Linked DNA regions of Gossypium hirsutum: region 1 is linked to region 2. The links are chromatin contacts, called in public Hi-C maps. All regions are on one chromosome and are shown on one strand. The core of a region is the stretch at or near the end of the contact, and the rest is flanking DNA. Distances in the headings are between cores, read along the strand shown. Region 1 holds the start of LOC107918188 (protein ECERIFERUM 2). Region 2 has its middle 23 kb from the start of LOC107918165.

Region 1 (3,715 bases), core at 479-2,978, 130 kb before region 2:
CTCAACAAAAATTACAAAAAAAAATTCAAAATAATTTTTAAGAATTTTAAATATTTATAAAAATTTTAACTTTTATATATATTTTAAAAATTTTAAAATTTTCTAAAATAATAATTTTGAGACCTAAATAAATTAATTAATGATTAAAGTTTATTATACTAATATTATTTTGCTTTGAAAATGTTTTCAACTATATATGTTTTTAAATTTATGTGCTGTAACATGGAATTAGTTATAGTGTAACAATATTTTAATTTAACATGTTTAATTTTTTAATTAAACTCGAACAATTTCACTCGATTCAACGCAAATCGAATTTCATTTCACTGACTCACCAACTAAAATTTTTTTCACTCGATTCGATCAGAGTAGAAACACAACTAAATTAATAGACTAATTGAAAAAATTGTTTGAATCATAAATAATGATGTTTCCATTTACCCAAAATTTAGTATTTTTTCTTCTAAAAAGTTAGGGCAAATAATTAATTTCTACACCTCCTTATATAATCAGTACTTAAATTAGGTAATATTTTCTTAGTTATAGAATTTAATTTTTATAATTTAATTTTTTGGAATTTATTCTCTTTACATTGTTAATTTTTCTTTGTTAAATTTGTTAATGCCATATTTTAAATTTTTTTTTTCACTTGATAGCAATATAATTAAAAAAATAAAATTATAATAAACTTGAATTTGACAAAATAATTTTAATAATATTAACAAATTTAACTAAAATTTGAAATTTGAAAAATAGATTAAATACCAAGTTTAAATAGCAAACTTAAAAGAACCCTAGCAAGTAGGAGAAATGTTAGTTAAGAAATAATAAAGATAAAGGTAAATTATATTACTAATCACCAATTATTAGTAAAATTTTTTTTATCATCTAACCATAAAAAGTTATAAAATTATCATTTAACTACTTTTTTGATAATTGAATTATAAAAACTTACAAAATGATCGTTTAAAATTTTCATTGTTGGTCATCTAACTATATTAAATTTTTGATGTTTCTATTTTTATGTTATTTCGCTAATGATTAAAGAATAAAAATTAAATAATTAGATGATTATTTTTTATAGTTAAATATTAATAATTGAGTGGTTATTAGTGTAGGAATAATACCTGGACAAAAACCAAAGGCGAGAAACCCAAATCAGGGCCAAGAACTTGATCATGGCCGAGCATATGATCATTGTTTCTGGCCATAGCCAGCCATTCATCAACACTATTATCACACTGAGCTTCAACGATTCGGACGCCACCGTCGTTGCATTTGATAAACGGCCGGCCACTTTCCGATCTCCGAATCCTCCCTGAGGCAGCGTAGTAAAGTTCCAGACACTGAAACATGGGCTCTTTCAAATCATGAATCGACAAACCTTGAGCCGCTTCAGGTTGGAAGAAATACACGCCTTTGATATAATGGAGTTTCATTGCTAAATCCATGTTTGTTAGCTCCAAATCCTTGTTTCCGCCGGTTGCTTTGGCGGGAACCACCGATGACAGCATTTGCCCCCTAACAGGGCATTCCAACGAACCCGACACCATTGTGATAAAAATAAAAGTGAAAAACACAGGAAACTTGGGAAAGTAGAATGAAGTGATTTATTTTTCTGGAAAAGGGAAGTTCTATATTTATAGTTATGCAAAAGAGCAAGGAAGGATTGGAATATGGCAGAAGCCATTCTGGTGGCTTTTAAGAAGCTAAGGTCGAGGGAAGGTGAGGGGACTTAATACCATAAATTAATGACACTATTTATTTCTTTAGACTTTTTTTAAACATTGTGCAGATAACAATAAAACAGACTTACAACATGCAAAAAGAAAGTACTTGTTTTTTAAAATCATTTTTCTTTGTTTTCTAATTAATTTTTCAAAGGTTCTTTTCTATTAAAGAAAAAAAAGAAAAAACAATTGGACCACCTTCTCATCATCATTCGCATTTAAAAATATGTGGAGAGAGACGTATCAAAAATTAGCTGATCATTCAATAAAAATGGCTCAAATTTTGTTTCATCTTAAATAATGATGATTCCATTTACCTGAAGTTTTGTTATTTCCTTCTAGGGTTAACAGTATTTTTGTCCATTGAATTTTTAAAAAAAATCAATTAAATTTTTCTAAAATTTTTCCATCAAATTAAATCTTTGAACTAATAAAATTAGTCAAATAAAACATTTAACTAACACTAGCCATTAGTAATTAATAATAGTAATTAATAATAACGATGAAGTGGTCATTAATAAACGTCACATTAACATTTTTTAATGATGTGTTAGTGCCACATCATCACTGATCGTTGACGTGTTAGTTCTACGTCATCATTGGTTGCAAATTTGGCACTTATCAATAAAAAAAGTTAAATTAATTTTACATACTACGCAATGAATCTAGACAAACTGTTATCCACGTTCATTTGAATTTGGACATCCATGTGTTTACATTCATTTTAAAATTATAAAACAATATAAAAATATAAACATTATAAAAGATGATTAGAATTCATAATAATTATTAGAAATAATTTAAAAACCATAACATTTTATAAAATTTATAAAAAAAAAATAAATTTACTAAAAACCATAAAAATTAGAAAAAATAATCCATAAAATTGTTAGAAATTAATTAAAAATCATAAAATTTTATTAAAAAATTAAATTAAAAATTAAATCTTTTACATAATTTATTTTTCTCATTTTTATTAAAGCATTAACCATTAATCATTAATTTAAAAAAATCCATTGATCGTTAACAAGGCAAAAGATTTTAGAATAACTTTCAATAGTTTGTATGAGAAAAAGAAAGGACTTCGATGTTTGATATACCAAAAAATAAGTATATTAGTCAAATAATTTAATAAAAATGAGAAAAATTAATTTCTATGAAACTTTTATAAAAAATAAATATTTTATAAAATTTTATGGTTTTTAATTTATTTCTAACAATTTTTATAAATGATTTTTTTCCTAATTTTTTATGGTAATTAATAAATTATTTTTTATAAATTTTATGGGTTTTAACAAATTTCTAATAATTATTACAAATTTTAATATATTTTTTATATTTTTCTATAATTCTAGAATGGATTTAGACAAATGGATCCCTAAATTCAAATGAACCTAGGGAACAATTTGTCCAGATTCATTGTGTAGTATTAAAAATAATTTTATATTTTTTGAAATTTTTTTTATTTTTGCTGGTGTAGCACTGCCACATCAGCCTTTGGTGATAACGTGGAATTTCCATGTCAGTGATAATGCCACATCAACAAACGATGTTGACATGGAGTCTACTAATGGCCACGTCAAGTTGCAATAAATTACTAACCATTAACGTTAGTCAAAGGGCCTATTTGGCCAATTTTGTTAGTTTAGGGGCTCAATTGGGTGCAAAAAGTTCAAAGGGGGCGTAATTAAGTTTTTTAAAGTTTGAGGGCTAAAATACAATTTAGCCTTTTCTTCTACACCTTATTAAATAATCATTACATAATTATGCTCCCAACATATGCACATTTACTAGGCTTAGTACAAGTACGCTTTAGAATTAAATTGCATCACGAATGTGAATTTAACTCAAAACAATCAAAACAATGTAGTGGAGTTTATCTACAAGCAAGGTACCGGTACTTATACTTAAGGTATCTATAACTTGGCCTGGAACTGTAGCATTTTGGCTATTGTCAAGCTATGTTCCAATACCTACAGGGTTAG
Region 2 (3,600 bases), core at 415-2,914:
ATTAATAATCAAACCATCCATGTTGTTTTCGTATGTTTCTTTTGCGGTGAATATAAGGTGAGAAGTCACGGATGGCAATTATATGTTCAATTATACATCGAACACGTATGTCTTGTTTTCCAACCCTACACGTAAGTAATAATATAGTAAGATGCCTTATGCCTTTTATGTATATTCAATAACCTGACAACTAACTTTGAATTTAAGTTGGTATTGATGTTCTAGTTGAGTGAACCGACATTGATGGTATTACAGTTCATTTTTTATATAATTATTTTTAAAAAATTTAATATTATAAAAAGATACTTATTATAAAATTATAATAGTATTTAACATTTAAATTATATTTAAATTTTAAAATTATAATATATTAATAATATTATTAATTAGGATTACATCTTATTTTATTTATTGAATATTATTTTTATTTAATTAATTATGATTGATACACTTTTATATAAAATTTTATTTTATTGAAATAAATCTTAAATAAAATTTATAATTTTTATTTCACTTGAGAATAAAGCTAACTTTACTAAGACAATAGGTTGTTATCAAGAACTAATTTAATAAAAAATACACTTCATACTTTATGATTATTATCGTTACATATGAAAACTTGTTATAAAGAGTAAAAATAAAATATAAAAATTTGATTCTACAACAAAAATGACTATTATAATGAGCTATTGTTATAAAAAGGATCCACTATACAATATTTTAAGAGACGTGTGTTGGAGCCAACTAAGGTCCCTTTGGATGGGTGTTACCTCTAGTGTGGTACATCTAGCTTTCTTTTTGTTTCACGTTACAGTAGCCCTATTATTTTTACACTAACTGGAGATAAACGTATCGCTCATCCAAATGGACCCTAAGTCTTAACTCGGTTGACATTGGCATTGGCATTAACATTTAGGTGTGAGCGTTTGAACGAATCGAGTGAAAATTTTTTTGAGTTGATGAGCCTCATTTTATCATCCTAACTCAATTTAATTTTTTTCGAATCAAGTCGAGTTAAACTGAATAGAAGTGTTTGAGTTAAATTAAAATCTTGTTACAATATAATTAATTTTATGCTAGAAGACATAATTTGAAACCATATATTTTTTAGAACGCTTTCAAATCAAAATAAGAAGAAAAAAGATACTTTAGTATGATAAACTTGAATGATTAATTTACTTATTTAGGTCCTAAAAATTATTATTTTATATATTCTTTAGATTTTTTAATATTTTTATAATTTTAAAAAAAATTGAATTTATATATATTCTGAAATTTGATTTTTTTTTATAATTTTTGTTAACAAATATCAATTTGTTCATTTTTAAAATTAACATGAATCACAAGTGTATTTACACCAATATGTTATTCGAGTTATTTAAATTATTCGAATTGTAAAATTTAACTCAACTAGAACTCAAAACTCGATTTACTTATTTGAATTTACTCGAAAAAATTAAATAATTTAAATAACTCGATTCGATTAATCAGAATTTAAATTTTTTAAAAAATTTTGGAATTGAATTATGTGTGAATTATATTCATCAAAATAACTGTATTTAATATGGAAATACAATTTTAAGTGATAGTCCAAGGGGGCACCCATTAATAAAATTCATGATTTAAAGTATAGTAGTTTTCAGATCATTAAATATGGCAGATAGAGTTTGGTAGTTTACGTCACGTAACTTGCGTGAATGATTAGTACGTGTACCCAAAAACCAAAAGTTATCAACAACAAACAATTAATTAGTTTAGTTAGGGAAAAAACAAAAAAGAAAATAAGTTTGTCCATAACTAACAAGTTATAAATTATTTTAGGAAAAGAAAGTTATAAATGCAACTTAAATTAGCTTTATGGGGAAAAACTACCCAACTCTCCAGCAATAATAACTAGCCCATAGGAAAATAATTAAAAAATGAGTATTTAAGGAAAAAGGAATTATATATATATTAAAAATCAAGAATTTAAATACATACCATATTAAAAATACATCAACGAATTTCACGTGCAATATTTTTTTTTCCAATGGATAAGCTGGCCATAAAAGAGTCGGTCCACCACTATATTTCTTTTTGTGGTTGGAACTTGTAGGGTTAAATTTGAAGAAAATGTCAAATTTAAAGAAAAGTAAGAAAATGAGTGACTATATTTGTGGAGAGAAGCTAAAACTCGAGTTGGGGCGATAGTAGCTACAGTTATTAACGAGTTTTGTAATCATAGCAACCGTTGGAGCCTTGAAAGGATCTTTAACTTTTTTCCAGCATCACAGTCAGTCCTCCACCAAAAGTTCTCTTACTCTCAACTCCGTCACTCATTTCGACCAAGGAGGTTAAGGATACCGCTTTAGTAGAGATGGAGAAAAATAATAAGCTGATTATACTTAAAAGCCCCTTAGTTTTCCTTATAATTAGCCCCTTAGTTTTTCCTTATAATTATGGTCTCAAGCTTATATATGAGGTTTATAAAGCATATTCTTTTGGTATTATGAAACTTAAACTCGTGATTGAATAACCATTGTCAACTGGGATCCTTACTTATATTTCAACTCATGACCATATAACTACCATGAACTAGAGGCCGAGTTGCAATGTGACGGGCTTCTAAGGTGATGGTTCAATCCCCACACCGGAGATGAAATATGGGGGGTCTTTGAGTGCCACCGTATCATTATTAACTCAAATACACCTTAAAATTATTACACTGTCTCCTTCAAACACAAATAAATTTTTCTGTCCAAAAATTTCAACACTCAACCAAAAAAATTAAGAGAGAATTGTTTAGGGTTTAAGGATGGTGTCTGAGAGAGGCGATGTATTAGGGGTAAGTAAACCCCCTTTATATAGAAAAACAAGGGGGAAAGAATTGAGAATATGTACCAACTGGGATGTCTGAAAATTATCCTGGGATTCCTGAGTTCTGAAAATTTTTCACGGGTTAGGGTGTGGGTTGAAAATGGGAAGGGAAAAAATGTGCTCTGCTGGACGCGTTTTCTGCTGATGTGGTCGAAAACGCTCGCCTATTTCCCTAAATATCCCAAAAACCAGCCCATTTCCTTTTGTTTTTTTAAAAAAAAATTGGCCTTTTCTTCAAATTTATCCCTTATAATAGTCTTATTTTCTTATTCTTTTTTTTATTATAAAAAAATTATAGTCTTTATCTATTTTTATAGGCTAATATACAAAATGAGCCCCTGAATAGGGTGAAGGTAGAAAAGTTTTTGGAGGGTTGAAATTAAATTGTATATTTTTATGAGGGTTATGCAATTCCATCATTTAATAACTTATATATTTATAATTTAAGGGATTAAATCAAAATTTTATCATTTAGGGGACCAATGTACAATTTTACTATTTAGTAATTTAAAGATATATAAAATTTAAAAGGCTAAAAATTGAATTTCACATTTTAGGAGGGGAGGCCTTGCCAACCCCCCTCCCACCACCTCTGCCCTTAAACTACTACACTTTATTTAAACAAGCCCTTAAATTATTTTGATAGTTAAAGAAGCCCCTAACTTATGATTTTTACCTGCAAAAACATTTGATTTTAATATTAAAGTAAATTTATTTTAAGTTTTAGCCTCTTAATTTATTGTT

The links. Hi-C and Micro-C count contacts between places; a contact is called where the count stands out from the background.
Region 1: a contact with region 2 is called in a Hi-C map of leaf, with 2.4 times the contacts expected there. The contact joins the promoter of LOC107918188 here to the enhancer-like site in region 2. A contact is called at or near these places in 6 of 34 Hi-C or Micro-C datasets (hypocotyl, leaf and seedling).

Annotation. Positions count from the first base shown.
Region 1 is chrA01:34,191,233-34,194,947 of Gossypium_hirsutum_v2.1, reverse strand. LOC107918188 (protein ECERIFERUM 2) reads right to left here and starts at 1,728. Exons shown (of 2, transcript XM_016847720.2): 1 at 1,128-1,728. The coding sequence starts at 1,553.
Region 2 is chrA01:34,059,620-34,063,219 of Gossypium_hirsutum_v2.1, reverse strand. No RefSeq gene overlaps it. Among protein-coding and RNA genes, the nearest start is that of LOC107918165, 23 kb to the right of the region's middle. Within about 2 kb of position 1,664, at least 1 of the 9 cell types and tissues checked has an H3K27ac peak or open chromatin away from gene starts, as enhancers often do. A contact at or near this core is called in leaf, where this site is marked.